2 separate regions of the Danio rerio genome follow, and region 2 is linked to region 1. A link is a contact called in public Micro-C data. All regions are on one chromosome and are shown on one strand. Each heading gives the region's core, a stretch centred on a gene start, on an enhancer-like site or on the middle of the called end of the contact. The rest is flanking DNA. Distances are from core to core; before and after follow the strand shown.

Region 1 (6,464 bases), core at 2,776-5,275:
TGAATGAATGAATGAATGAATGAAAATTAAAGGCTGATGGCTGATTTTTATTTGTATGTTTTTGTTTCTTTAAACGCAACTATTAACTATCCTCTGTGGGTTATGAATAAACTATGGTAATTCAAATAGTTTAATAACATTTATTTGAGTTTTGGAAATCACCAAGCGACCCCTTGTCAATGTCCCGCGACCCCCACTTTAAGAACCACTGTTTTAGGGTAATGGGTTATTTAGCAATTTTTAGGAATGTAGAACTCCCCGACATTATTGAAAAAGAATGTTAAGATGTGTATATTGTAGATCCTAATGAATAAGGCAGTCAGTAGGAGAGCTGCTGTCCTCCAGACTGTGTGCAGTGATGTTGAGTGAACACAAGTGAGTCAGAGGCTCGTTAATGAGCTGCAGGTGAAGGAAGAGCTCAGAGGGTCACATGATGACGCACATCATCCAGATGCTGAACACTGTGGAAAAGCATGCTTCAGGGATGTAAATGGGCTGGGCTTACTGAAATATGTACTTTTAAATAAAATGCATAACTAAAAATAACCAAATTAACCATTTTAGCTTTTAGAATGGTATGAAAACATTTTTATAAATAAAAAATATACCTAATATATATATTTATATATATATATACACATACATACATACAAAGTATACCTAATATATGTTAATTGTTTTTAAAAAGCTCAACAGTTAGATATTTAAAAATAAAACTCGATTTGAATAATCGTAAAATTTTCTAAATATTACTGAAGGGGCTCAGTGGTTAGCACTGTCACCTCACAGCAAGAAAGTCGCTAGGTTGAGTCCCAGCTAGGCCAGTTATCATTTCTGTGTGGAGTTTGCAATAGTATCTGCATGCAGCCTTTATGATGCAAGCTGAGACTGCATCACTCAGCGATGCAATGTCAGACACAATGCACTCAAATGGAGCTAGTGACGTCACTTTGACGGGTAGGGTTAGGGGTGGATTTAGGTGAGCCCATTAAAAAGCATTGGTGCAGCCCAGATTGCACTGCACCACGTCTGCATCCAGACCCCTCTCGGAGTTTGCAAGTTCTCACCGTGTTGCTTGGGTTTCGTCCGGGTGCTCCGTTTTCCCCACAGTCCAACAACATGTGGTATAGGTGAATTGAATAAACAAAATTGGCCGCTCTGTGTGTGTGTGTGTGTGTGTGTGCATGTTAGAATTTATGGGTGTTTTCCTGTACTGGGTTGCAGCTGGAAGGTTATCTGCTGTGTAAAACATATGCTGGAAGAGTTGTCGGTTCATTGTGCTGTGGTGACCCCTGATGAATAAACGGACTAAGCCGAAGGAAGATGAGTGAATGAATTTAAATAAAAAATAAAAACTTAAATTTGCATAAAATATACAAATGAAAATGATATAATAAACATAAAATATACCTCAAATGTACAGCTAAACAGATGTTAAATTAAAAATAATCCTAAAATGTTTTAAAATATGTTCTTTAAAAAAGAAAACACACACACACACACATTACATATATTACGTAACATTACATTAATTTAAACAAATTTTGTGTAAAAAAAAAAAATGGGGGCGTCATGGTGGTGCAGTGGGTAGCACACAGCCTCACAGCAAGAAGGTTGCTGGTTCGAGCCCCGGGTGGGTCAGTTGGCATTTTTGTGTGGAGTTTGCATGTTCTCCTTATGTTTGTGTGGGTTTCCCTGGGGTGCTCTGGTTCCCCCACAGTCCAAAAACTTGTGGTATAGGTTAATTGGGTAGGCTAAATTGTCCATAGTGTATGTGTGTGAATGAGTGTGTATGGATGTTTCCCAGAGATGGGTTGTAGCTTAAAGGGCATCCGCTGCGTAAAACATGTTGGGTAAGTTGGCGGTTCATTCTGCTGTAGTAACCCCAGATTAATAAATGGACTAAGAAAATGAATGAATGAATGAATGAATGGTATAAAATGCACGGATACACAGTCCAAATAGTGATTGTCAGCAACAATTAGTGGTGCATTTTTATTAAATAATAATTCTAATGCAATTAAATAATTAAATAAGCAAATATAATGTATAAACCTTTTTCAAAAAGTAAACTAGAAAATTCCTATAAAATAAAAATAAAATGTACTAATAGATATTTTCTTCTATATTGCCTAAGTTTAAATTCTGCCTGTTACTAAAATTAAACTTAAGAAGGAAAAACACATTTAACAAAGTGAATAAAAATCCACACCTAAAAAGTTGTTCAATTAAAAATGATATATGAAGAGTTCAGATGCAAAACCCTCTAAATCTATCAGACCTCTTTTCTTGTAAATCAGCATTTTCTACCAGGCTCCTCTGCTTAGGTTCAGTTGTTTCATTTTATATGTAATGACAAGGTTATTAGCTGGTAAATATAGTAGCTTTTATAAATGTTATAAATGCTTTTTTATAAATGTCACTATAGAGAATTCTTTGTTTTTTAACTAGGTAGATTTTCTTTTGCATCAAAACCAGCTAAATCCATGTGTGTGTGTTTTGTTTTTTGCAAAAACCTCTTAATCCACGTATTAGGACAAGACAGTTTAATTGAAAATCACTGAAGATGCAATTAGAAATTATTTTACCAAACATAAGACAAATGCACAAACCACCTAAAATTAAAAATACATAAATCTGTCAAGTAAGTGGCAGTTCATTCTGCGGTGGTGACCCCTGATAAATCAGGGACCAAGCTGGAGGAAAGTGATTAAATTAAATCTGTCAAGTAAGTTCATTAGGTCTGTAACATTTAAATTGACATTAACAAAATCTTAATGATCTATTGTCATTTCTGATATTTAGGATGTACATTTAATGTAAGTAGAACAATGTAAACATTGCAAACATTGTAAACTAAACTTGTTAGATTAAAATAATTTAGTGTAAAATGCAAAACATTCAGATAAAAAAACAAACACTTTTTAAGTTTGTAAACGTTAAAATAAAGTGAATAAAAACATATTCCCCTTGCCCACAGCGATCCTAACATGCTATGTGCAAAATGCAAATACTATAAAAATATTATCAATTCAAATATTTCGGTATTCTGCTGCAAGTAGAACAGAGCAAAACATTGTGAAACATCATTATCCGTGCAATGCTGTTTGACAGAGCAAGGACATTTTCACAGTATGTCTGATAATATTTTTTCTTCTGGAGAAAGTCTTATTTGTTTTATTTCCGCTAGAATAAAAACAGTTATTAATTTTTTATACACCATTTTAAGGACAAAATTATTAGCCCATTTAAGCTAATTTTTTTTCGATAGTCTACAGAACAAACTATTATGTTTAGAAATGTGTTGAAAAAATCTCTCCATTAAACAGAAGTTGGGGGGAAAAATAAACAAGGGAATATAATTCATAGGGTGCTAATAATTCTGACTTTAACTGTATATTATTATTATTATTATTATTACTATTATTATCATTGTTATTATTATTATTATTATTAATTAATTAATTAATTAAGCATGCGATTAATAACATAAAAACTATTGGGTTACATTGTCAAAATTTCCTATTTGTTCACGTTTTTAAACTTGACAATTTAGTCAATTAAGAAAACCTGCAATCTTTTAAATGAATGAATTAATGCATTTTTGTGCTTTTTTAAAAATATATATTTTTAACCACATCATACACATTTGTTACAAAGAGTGTCACATTTTACAGAGAAGTAAAGCATCGAATAAGCACATACAAGAGAAAAAAATAACGAAAAAATAATAATATAAAATCATGTGTTAAGAAAATGAAAAAAAAGCAATAGTTGTGCTGTTGTACTGTTGAATATCCTTTTCAAAAACAATAAAACAAGGTGTCCGTTGAGAGAATTTACAGCATATGTAATTTAGCTAGGAATAAATTAACATTGAGCACGGTGGTATTAAATAGTTGACGTCACATATTTGAGATTTTCAAAATGCTTCAGTTGAAATTCTTTACAGTATACGTCTATGCACGGTTGTCACCCGTAGATGGCGCTGCAACCCCACTGCTGGGCTGCTTTGGAGCTGTGTTTGGGAGCGTCTGAGCAAACAGTCTGCATGTGGACAGATAGAGGGATGTTCGGGAAATCATGGGGATGTGTTTCTGGAGAGTGTGGAGGGAATGTGAGGACAGCGGTCGCCCTTCATCAGCTCCTGGCTTATTCGCAAACATCAATACAACCTCGAGTTTCTCCGAAAAGAGCTCTAGTACACCTGTAATGACGCAGAAAGCCAAACGCCCCCCGAAAAATTATGACAACAAACAGATTTTTCAGCGCGAAAACTATCAGTCTGAGGTTTTTGGACGTCGAGGTGTTTGTATTCACTGTAAATGAGGGATGAAGAAATGTACAAACTCCTGCATGTGTTTAGAGGTACAAGCGCAGTGTTTTGTTTTTGTCGGGTTTATTTATATTTATATTATATATTTTTTATTTTGTTATTTAACGCTATGTAAACAACAAGCTGTGACGGAGAGAAACATGAAATTTGGACCAAATGTTTTTTATAGGCACAGATTCCTTGGCTCGTAATCTAGACATCCCCCATACCTGCATTTATATCTAACTGGAAAAGTGTTTTTCTTTTCTTTTCTTTTCATTTCTTTTTTCGTTGCCAAACTGCACTTTTTTCTTCTTTTCACCAGATTTGCACCAGATTTAGCATCTGAGTGTCAGTGTAAACAAATCTCAACTATATGCAATATAGGTTCCAGACACCAATAAAAAAATAGTTATTTTGTTAAGCTGCATAATTAAAAATAGCATAACTAATGAAAATTTACACCAGCGATTGGTGGAATCACAACATAATATAATCAGAATGTTAACATTAAATTAGCAGTTATGGAACAATTAAGTTAGTGTAAAAATGTGTTATCAAGGTAAAATGTGGGAAAGAAAGTGTAATTATTGAAAAAAGAAAGAGACACAACCTATATTTAAAGGGATAGTTCATTCCCAAAATAATGATAATAATAATAAAAGGTATTTACTCAACTCTATGTAATATAGGTGACTTTTTTTCTACAGTAAAACTTTAAAGAAGATGTTTAGCAGAAACAGCGGCCCTTGGTGATGAATTAACTTTTAAAGTCAAAACAACACAGTCACTGGTTCCAGTCCCGGCTGGGCCAGTTGCCATTTCTGTGTGGAGTTGCTTCGGTTTTCCCCAAAGACCTGCAATATAGGTGAATTGGAGGAACTAAATTGGCCATAGTGGATGAGTGTGTGTTTGTGAATATCAGTGTGTTTCCCAGTATGGTTTGTGGCTGTAAGGGCATCCGCTGCATAAAACATATGCCGGAACAATTGGCAGTTCATTCCTCTGTGGGGACCCCTGAAAAATAAGGAACCAAACCGAAAGAAAATGAATGAATACATGTCCCTGTTTATATCTCAAGAGAAAACATGACTATTTTGAGAATTGTTAGAAAATGGCATTATTCCTTAAAACTTCATATGACGTAATCACATGAAAACCAATGATTTTTAAAAATTTGCGTGTCCCATAACTCCACCCTAACCATAGTCCTTATAGGTGAATGAGCGTCTCATACTAAATGTACGAATGAGTACAAATTGATATTAATCAACCAATAAATCAAAAAGATACGAATTGCCGTTAAGATTGTGTTGTTATATCGCACATTTTTTTTCTTGCGTCTTGACATCAACAGTAACAATAATTTAAACCAGTGGTCAGGAACGTTTTTTCAGCAAAGAGCCATTTCTGATTTTTTTTTGGCAAATGCATTTTTTAAAGAGCCATTGGGGGTGTACACAGCGATCCTAACATGCTATGTGCAAAATGCAAATACTATAAAAATATTATCAATTCAAATATTTTTTTCAATAGTCTACAGAATAAACCATCGTTATACAATAACTTGCCTAATTACCCTAACCTGTCTAGTTAACCTAACTAACCTTTTTAAGCCTTTAAAAGTCACTTAAAGCTGTATGGAAGTGTCTTAAAAAATATCTAGTCAAATATTATTTACTGTCATCATGGCAAAGATAAAATAAATCAGTAATTAGAAATTAGTTATTAAAACTATTATGTTTAGAAATGTGTTGAAAAAATCGTTTCCCTGTTACAGAGAATTTGGGGAAAAAAATAAGCAGGGGGCTAATAATTCAGGGGGGCTAATAATTCTGACTAATAATTGTTTGTCCTTCATTGGTGTCATGATTCAAGTTTATCCAGAGCTCTGCACATGCTAATCGTACTTTTATTAACTAAGTTATATATATATAAAAAAAATATATATTATTTTAATAAGAAACTGATTTCGGGCGACAGAGTGGTGCAGTAGGTAGTGCTGTCGCCTCACAGCAAGAAGGTCGCTGGTTCAAACCTCGGCTCAGTTGGCGTTTCTGTGTGGGGTTTGCATGTTCTCCCTGCGTTTGTGTGGGTTTCCTCCGGGCGTTCTGGTTTCCCCCACAGTCCAAAGACATGCGGTACAGGT
Region 2 (7,064 bases), core at 2,492-4,991, 230 kb after region 1:
GATGACTCACTGACAAGATGTATTCAATCAATCCATTATCATGCCCCTCTCTGGAGATATAAAGCTTATTTAAAGACAATGTACCCAACTGCATATAATGACGTTCGTTTTAGACGTCCTCGGTCTATGATTTGCAATTTAAATCATGCCTTTGGAAATCTGTCATTGAGTTGCTTGTGCACGTCTCGTGTTATTTATGGATTTGTTAGCGTGATGCTTTATAAAAATAAAGATGCCACGAAGAACAAAGAAAAAACACTTTTGTTTTGTTTGTTTCCCCAATACAATTAGTGAATTATTGTTCAGCATATGTAGGTAGACGCCTCATAAATCTATCTTTTAAATTCATATTTTTAATAGGAAGCTATACAATATTATATGTATGTACATATACATTAGATTAGTCAGTACTGAAGCCAAATCTAGAGCTTATCTAACAAAATAACTCACGATAACGGTCCAAAAACTAGTACAGCCACATTTATATGTTATAGAAAAATATTAAATACAAATTTTAAATAGGATAAATCAACAGAAGCAAAATAGTTTGACAAATTTAGCTGAAATTTTTAAGGTTGTAATTGATTTCTGCAATATTTTGTTTGAATTTAATGGTGGTTACCTTTCAATTTCTAAAGATGTTTGGTCACTAAAATATTATTTTAATAAATATATCTGTTTAATAAATCTGTTTCGTTTAAATGCACTAAAATACATTGCATAAAGAGAAATATATATATATATATATATATATATATATATATATATATATATATATATATATATATATATATATATATATATATATATATATATATATATATATATTGTTCTCTTTATGCAATGTATTTTAGTGCATTTAAACGTATGTAAAGATTTTTTTTCTGGTTCTTTAAACTACTTATTTAAAAATTTTATTAAATTAATTTCATGTTTATTTCTATAGCGCTTTTACAATGTAGATTGTGTTAAAGCAGCTATAAAGCTGAATGAGCTGAATCAACACAATTCTTGAGATTTTTTGGAACAACTTAATTGGTTGTTTACTTAAATATGCAAAAACAATTAGGTTAACTTAATCGATTTGTGTTGGGACAGCTTGAATTTTGTGGAACCTTGCATTTTTTTACAGCCTAAGAAAAAGGTTTCATGGATGTGTTTAAAGATTGGTGTTGAAGAATCTTTATTTTTAAATAATAAATATAAAGTTACATGAACTTTACATAAGCATGATTGCACAATAATTGTAAAAAAATATATGTATAATAATAATAATAATAATATTAATAATAATAATAATAATAATAATAATATACACAAAAAATGATTTAAAGATGATTTCTTGGATTTACAAATTTTTCTTTAAGTTGCAATTGGAGTCAGAATTATTAGCCCACCCCCACCCCCCTGAAATGTTAGCCCCCAATGTTTATTTTTCCCCCAATTTCTGTTTAACGAAGAGAAGATTTTTGTCAACACATTTCTAAACATAATAGTTTTAATAACTCATCTCTAATAACTGATTTATTTTATCTTTGCCATGATGACAGTAAATAATATTTTACTAGATATTTTTCAACACACTTCTATACAGCTTAAAGTGAAATTTAAAGGCTTAACTAGGTATGTTAGAGTAATTAGTAAGTTATAATGATGGTTTGTTCTATAAAAAAATGTATAAGGGGCTCATAATTTTGACCTTAAAATGGTTTTTAAAATATTTATAACTGATTTTGTTCAAGCCAAAATAAAACAAATAAGACTTTTTTTCCAGAAGACAAAATATTATCAGACATACTGTGAAAATGTCCTTGCTCTGTTAAACATTATTTGGGAAATATTTAAAAAAATATATATATATTCAAAAGGGGGAGCCTAATAATTCTGATTTCAACTGTAAGTGGTTGTAAACAATTTATTTGGGCTGAACTTAAACAAGTAAGTTAAACATTACTAAATTTCATTTTGTTAAAATTCAACACATATAAATTGTTTGAAAAAAATTTGCAGACAGCATTTTTTCCAATGTGTCAAGCATAGCCTTGATGTCTATCAAAATCGTATTACAGAATCTAAAAGAGCATTTGGGAATTACACAAACAAGTCTATCACTATACATTCACATGTGTGTTCGACGTTTTAGCATTTTAGAGAGATAATAAAAATGAATCGATTTGTATATCATTACAGTTGCCTACGTTCCCACGGAACTGCGTGCTCTACGGGGTTCACGGGGTGCACGCGGGCTTCATAAACCGACTCCGCGGGTATTACGCTCTCTGTTGGCTGAAGAAGGGATGAGGGGAAAAGAAAATCACACAGATTTGTTTGAAGAAAGAAAGAAAAAAAAAACAACCGAGCAACTAACACGCCCACCTATGCTACTCCATCCCCATAAGAATAATGCGTAATGTGCGTAAGTAGAGATTTTTCAAGAAAAAAAAAAAAAAACAGATGAACAGATTTTGTTATTCGATTGTAAACTGTAAGCGATTCGAGTGTCAAATACAAAGTTAAATATATGTGTAATTATAAACATGCCTGCGTGTTTGACTAAAGATAAGCAAGCACCCGCTGTGGTTTGCTGTATATGGTGTATAGTAGCCTATGTAGTGCAGAGCAGTGTGCGTAACGAGCACAGTAGCCTGTGCATCAAAGAGATGACGTATTTGTTTAAGCGATTTCTGACACAGACACTTAATCGTACAGCATCACAGAGACAAACCCACAGACGATCGTGATTCCTCTCGCAGCACTTTTTAACATGAAATAATTAAATAATAATAATAAAATACTTAATTTAATTCCTTAAATGCCAGACTTTAACATAAAACCCCATAATCAGCGAGTCCAGTTGTTTTACTCCAAAATACAACGAACCGTGCAAGCATTTTTAACTAAAAAGGCGGGTGATGTTAAAACTACCCAAAGTTGCGTGGAAATAACCTGCCAGCCGCATGCAAAACCCACGAGATTTTTGTTTTGCAAGTAAACAACATGAGCAAAGACGCATCTCTTTATCTATTACAGCAGTGAAGTGTGCAAGAATGATCTCATAAATAGTGAAAGTGTTATAAAGAAGTGTTAGTGGCAAGTGTTTATGCACACTGGAGGTGATTTATGAAACATGCTGCAGTTAAACACTATTAAAAAAGAGAAAATATTTCTGCGGTGAACATAATAATGCAAGTCATAATTAAGCAAACCAAACCTCCGATAACAGCTGGAGAGCGTTGCCCACCCTCGGGTTTTATCCACATTTCCAGGGTGAAATTAGCCCTTGGCACCTCTGCATTGGGTTTCAGACGCAGTTGGTCTCCTCGACCGGTAAAGTAAACAGCCCTCCGCCGACCTGGGCTGCTTTCCCCCGCCTGTGACAGCTGAGGGGAGCGCCGATCTATCCCGGGAAGTGAGCGTTTGCCCCGAGGCAGGCGTGTGGCACAGGCTCCTGGGAAGGTACTTCTGGCTTCCCTGATGCGTACCAAGTCTCTTTTAGACCTTACAATTCGCCGTGGAGTCCCACACTCTGATCCCAAGCACACGAGAAAAAGCAAAAGGCATAAGAGCCAAGTGCAAATGGGCAAAAGTTTCATTTTCAAGTGGAGAGAAGAGATTTTTTTGGTCAATGGATGAGGGGGATTTGAGGATTGCAAAATACTAAATAGCGCTCGTCTTTGGAGATCTTTCCCGGTCTTTTGCTTTTACAAAAGCCTGTCAAGACGCGTATTCAACACCAACCAAGACGGCAATGCTGTCTTATTTTTTCCTTTATAATGTTAAGCCACGACCCCCTTTCCTTGCCCCTTTCAAAGACACTTCAACACAGATTGAGGGGGGAAAGGAATATGTTAATTCATCCAAGTGCTCCACCTTCCCAATTGAATGGATCCCATTAAACTGCAGGGATGACTGAGTAATCAATCAGTGTGGAGAGGTCAAAATCATTTCCCTTTCACTTTTTCGTCTTCATGCGCATTTCGGATAAACTTGTTTCTCAAACATACATGTCACAGGCACAACTCTGCGCGGGTATGTGAGCCCGGCGTGCTTTCTTTTTTTTATTCGCCTACATTAAAGTTGAAGCGCCTCATGATATTCCCGGTCTCTAACCGAACAGTCCGAGTGCAATGAAAACACATTATGACGCTACTTGTTTCAGGTAACTCGTCGTTACGTCACACTGTTTTTGTTTGGCATATAGAGAGCGAGCAGGCGGGTGGATTTCTGTCAGGAGCCGCAGGTACAGTAAACCTGCTCGCTGTTTTGTTTCTCAGTGCGTATCTGAACCGGGACGGTGTTTTGATTTTGCGCACCGCTGCGTTGAGAACCCTCTAGCGGCTGCGTAATGAACTCTCCATAAAACCCACAAGAAAAACAAGAAACAAAAACAAAATATGGTCAGGCACGTTAAATATTTTTATTGTTCTTTCCTTTGTCTTCAACGAGCCATTAATGTGAGCAGCGCTGGCTGGAGAAGCAGACTGACAGAAAGCCAAACAAACACAAGCTGCTGATGGACGAGTACAGTATGATCTCAATGAGCAATGAGCTAGATCTCAAGAAAAAGATGCTTTTTTGTGGGAATCATAAAAATGAAGGAATCATGACTTTAACAATAAAAAAGGCAAACGCTAACATCAATCCAAAATTAAAAAGGGGGAAAGAAAACAAGAAGAACAGACTTTTTTTTTCTTTATGAGCATGACTTTTCGATGCGTCGAAATCCAATATTTTTACTGTGTGTTTGGTTTATGATCTCCAATTCCATAATTAAATATGTATCTAAACAACTTCATAAACGACATCATCCTTTCAGGATTAACACTGATTGATTTCTATTTTAATTGCTTCCTTGTTGCATACCTAAAAGCACAATCATCCCATAACAAAGCATTTTAGCAAATGTACTCACAATCATCACAGATAAGTGAACGTTTTCTAGTGTAGAATGAAATTTTTTTTTTTTTGGCTAAAACCATGGTTCTAGATCAGGGGTGCCTAAGGTAGGGCCTGCGGGCCAAAGTTGGCCCATGGTAACCTTTGGTTTGGCCTGTCATATTATCCTTGAATGATAGGAAGTTGGTTGGGGCGAATGCCTTTGAAAGAGATTGTCATTTCCACGTAGCCTTTTGTTTATTTGTTTAATTAAGGAGCTACAAAAAGCCAACTAAAATTAAATTCTTTAAATGAATCAGACTTTTAAAATGAAAATACTTTCACTAGACAGATGCACAAGACATCGGCGAGCAAATCAAGGCAATGGCAGGAGCAGCTCGACTAGTGTATTCACCATTGATCTCTATTGTGTTATAAAGGGGATTGTTTATGTTTTATTATAATAAGTTCGTAAGAAAATGTCAAAAATTATACTGCATCATTAATTAATGTTTTAAAGCAACATTTTCTAGTCATTTTTAAATGTTAGCAAATAAATTAGGAAATTACAAATGGCAAATTTAATGTAATACAGTTTGATAATTCAACTTCAGCTCACAGCCCTCAATTAAGTTTGATTTTTGGCCCTTTATAAAAAAGTTTGGGCACCCCTTTACTAGATGATCAAATCAATCGTTGTTGGAGTAAAAAAAAGCATATAGCCAAAAAATTTTTTAAATAGCTCCTGCCTGTACATTATTTAATTTACTTAGCCTTGGCAGACATTCCTAAGTTGAATAATGTGCTTCACAAGACCTCAATATATCATCAGCAGCCTAACTATAATTAATTTTATTTTGTCGGTGTGTTTTTTGACTCTCAAATCGCCAGTAGTTGCAGCTAAAAAACTATTTAAAGTTCAACTGAATTGAAAAAGTTTAATAAAGGGAGAGTTCAGCTAAAAGTGGTTCCAAACATTTATGAATTCCTGTTGAACACAAAGAAGATATTTTGAAGAAAGCTGAAAACCTGTAACCATTCACTTCCATAGTAGGAAAAACAAATACTATGGAAATCAATGGTTACAGATTTTCAGCTTTCTTCAAAATATGGTCCACTGTGTTCAAAAGGAGAAAGAAAGTCAAAGAAGTTTGGAAAAGATAAAGAGTGAGTAAATGACAGATTTTTCAGTTTTAGGTGAACTATCCCTTTATCAGCCGTTTTTTTAATTTCACGGTGAACTATTTCTTTAAGAACAAGGATAAATGTGAATAAATGAACAAGAGATATAACAGAATAAATATTCAAAACAAAAAAAGCATAAATGAATCATACAAAAAACACATATTTGTGAAACATTACTCCTGAAAATAAATCCTAGAACTATTTTCAGTTTTCCTTAAGAACCTTTATTTAACAACATCAAATAATTCCTTTCTCTTTAAAAGGAAAGTTTCATGAAGTTTATCGTTTCTTCAAGGAACCACTGATGCCAGTAAAGAAGCTCTATTTTTAGGAGCGATCCCTTAAATGATTGCACAGCTTAAAATATAAATGATAAATGAACAAAATATCTAACAGAATAAATATCTTAAACACAAAATATCTTATAAAAGCACATATTTGTGAAACATCACTCCTGAAACTAATGAAGTTTAAAGTTTCGTTAAGGAATAACTGATGCTTATAAAGTAGTTGTATAAGAGCGATCCCTTAAATGACTGCACAGCTTAAAAGTTCACCTAAAAACATTACATTTACTCATTATTCACTCTCCTTCAAGTGGTTCCAAATCTTTATGAATTTCTTTTTTTGTTGAGCACAAAAGAAGATAATTCGAAGAAAAACCTGTAACCATTCACTTCCACAGGAAAAACAAATACTATAGAAGTCAATGGTTACAGATTTTTAGCTTTCTTCAAAATATCTTCGACAGTTTTTAAAAGGGGGAAGTCAAACACATTTGGAAAAGATAAAGGGTGAGTAAATGACAGAATTTTCTGTTTTAGGTGAACTATCCCTTTATCAGCCATTTATTTCATTTTGGGGTGAACTATTCATTTAAAGATAAGGATAAATGTGGATAAATGAACAAAACATATCACAGAATAAATAAAACAAAAAATTAACCGTAGAACTATTTACGGTTCCCCATAAGAACCTTTTTTAACAACATCAAATAATTTCTT

What was found. Hi-C and Micro-C count contacts between places; a contact is called where the count stands out from the background.
Region 2: a contact with region 1 is called in a Micro-C map of caudal fin, with 19 times the contacts expected there. The contact joins the promoter of pappab here to the enhancer-like site in region 1. A contact is called at or near these places in 2 of 18 Hi-C or Micro-C datasets (caudal fin and an unstated tissue) and 2 of 4 datasets of contacts at active chromatin or transcription factors (caudal fin and embryo).

What each region holds. Positions count from the first base shown.
Region 1 is chr5:69,806,481-69,812,944 of GRCz12tu, forward strand. It overlaps LOC141385661 (a long non-coding RNA gene), which reads left to right. Exons shown (of 4, transcript XR_012406476.1): 1 at 1-575; 2 at 689-853; 3 at 1,061-1,664; 4 at 1,721-3,398. Among named protein-coding and RNA genes, the nearest start is that of rgs3b, 120 kb to the left of the region's middle. Within about 2 kb of position 4,026, at least 11 of the 62 cell types and tissues checked have an H3K27ac peak or open chromatin away from gene starts, as enhancers often do.
Region 2 is chr5:70,035,456-70,042,519 of GRCz12tu, forward strand. It overlaps pappab (pregnancy-associated plasma protein A, pappalysin 1b), which reads right to left and starts at 3,742. Exons shown (of 22, transcript NM_001278808.1): 1 at 3,212-3,742. The coding sequence starts at 3,593.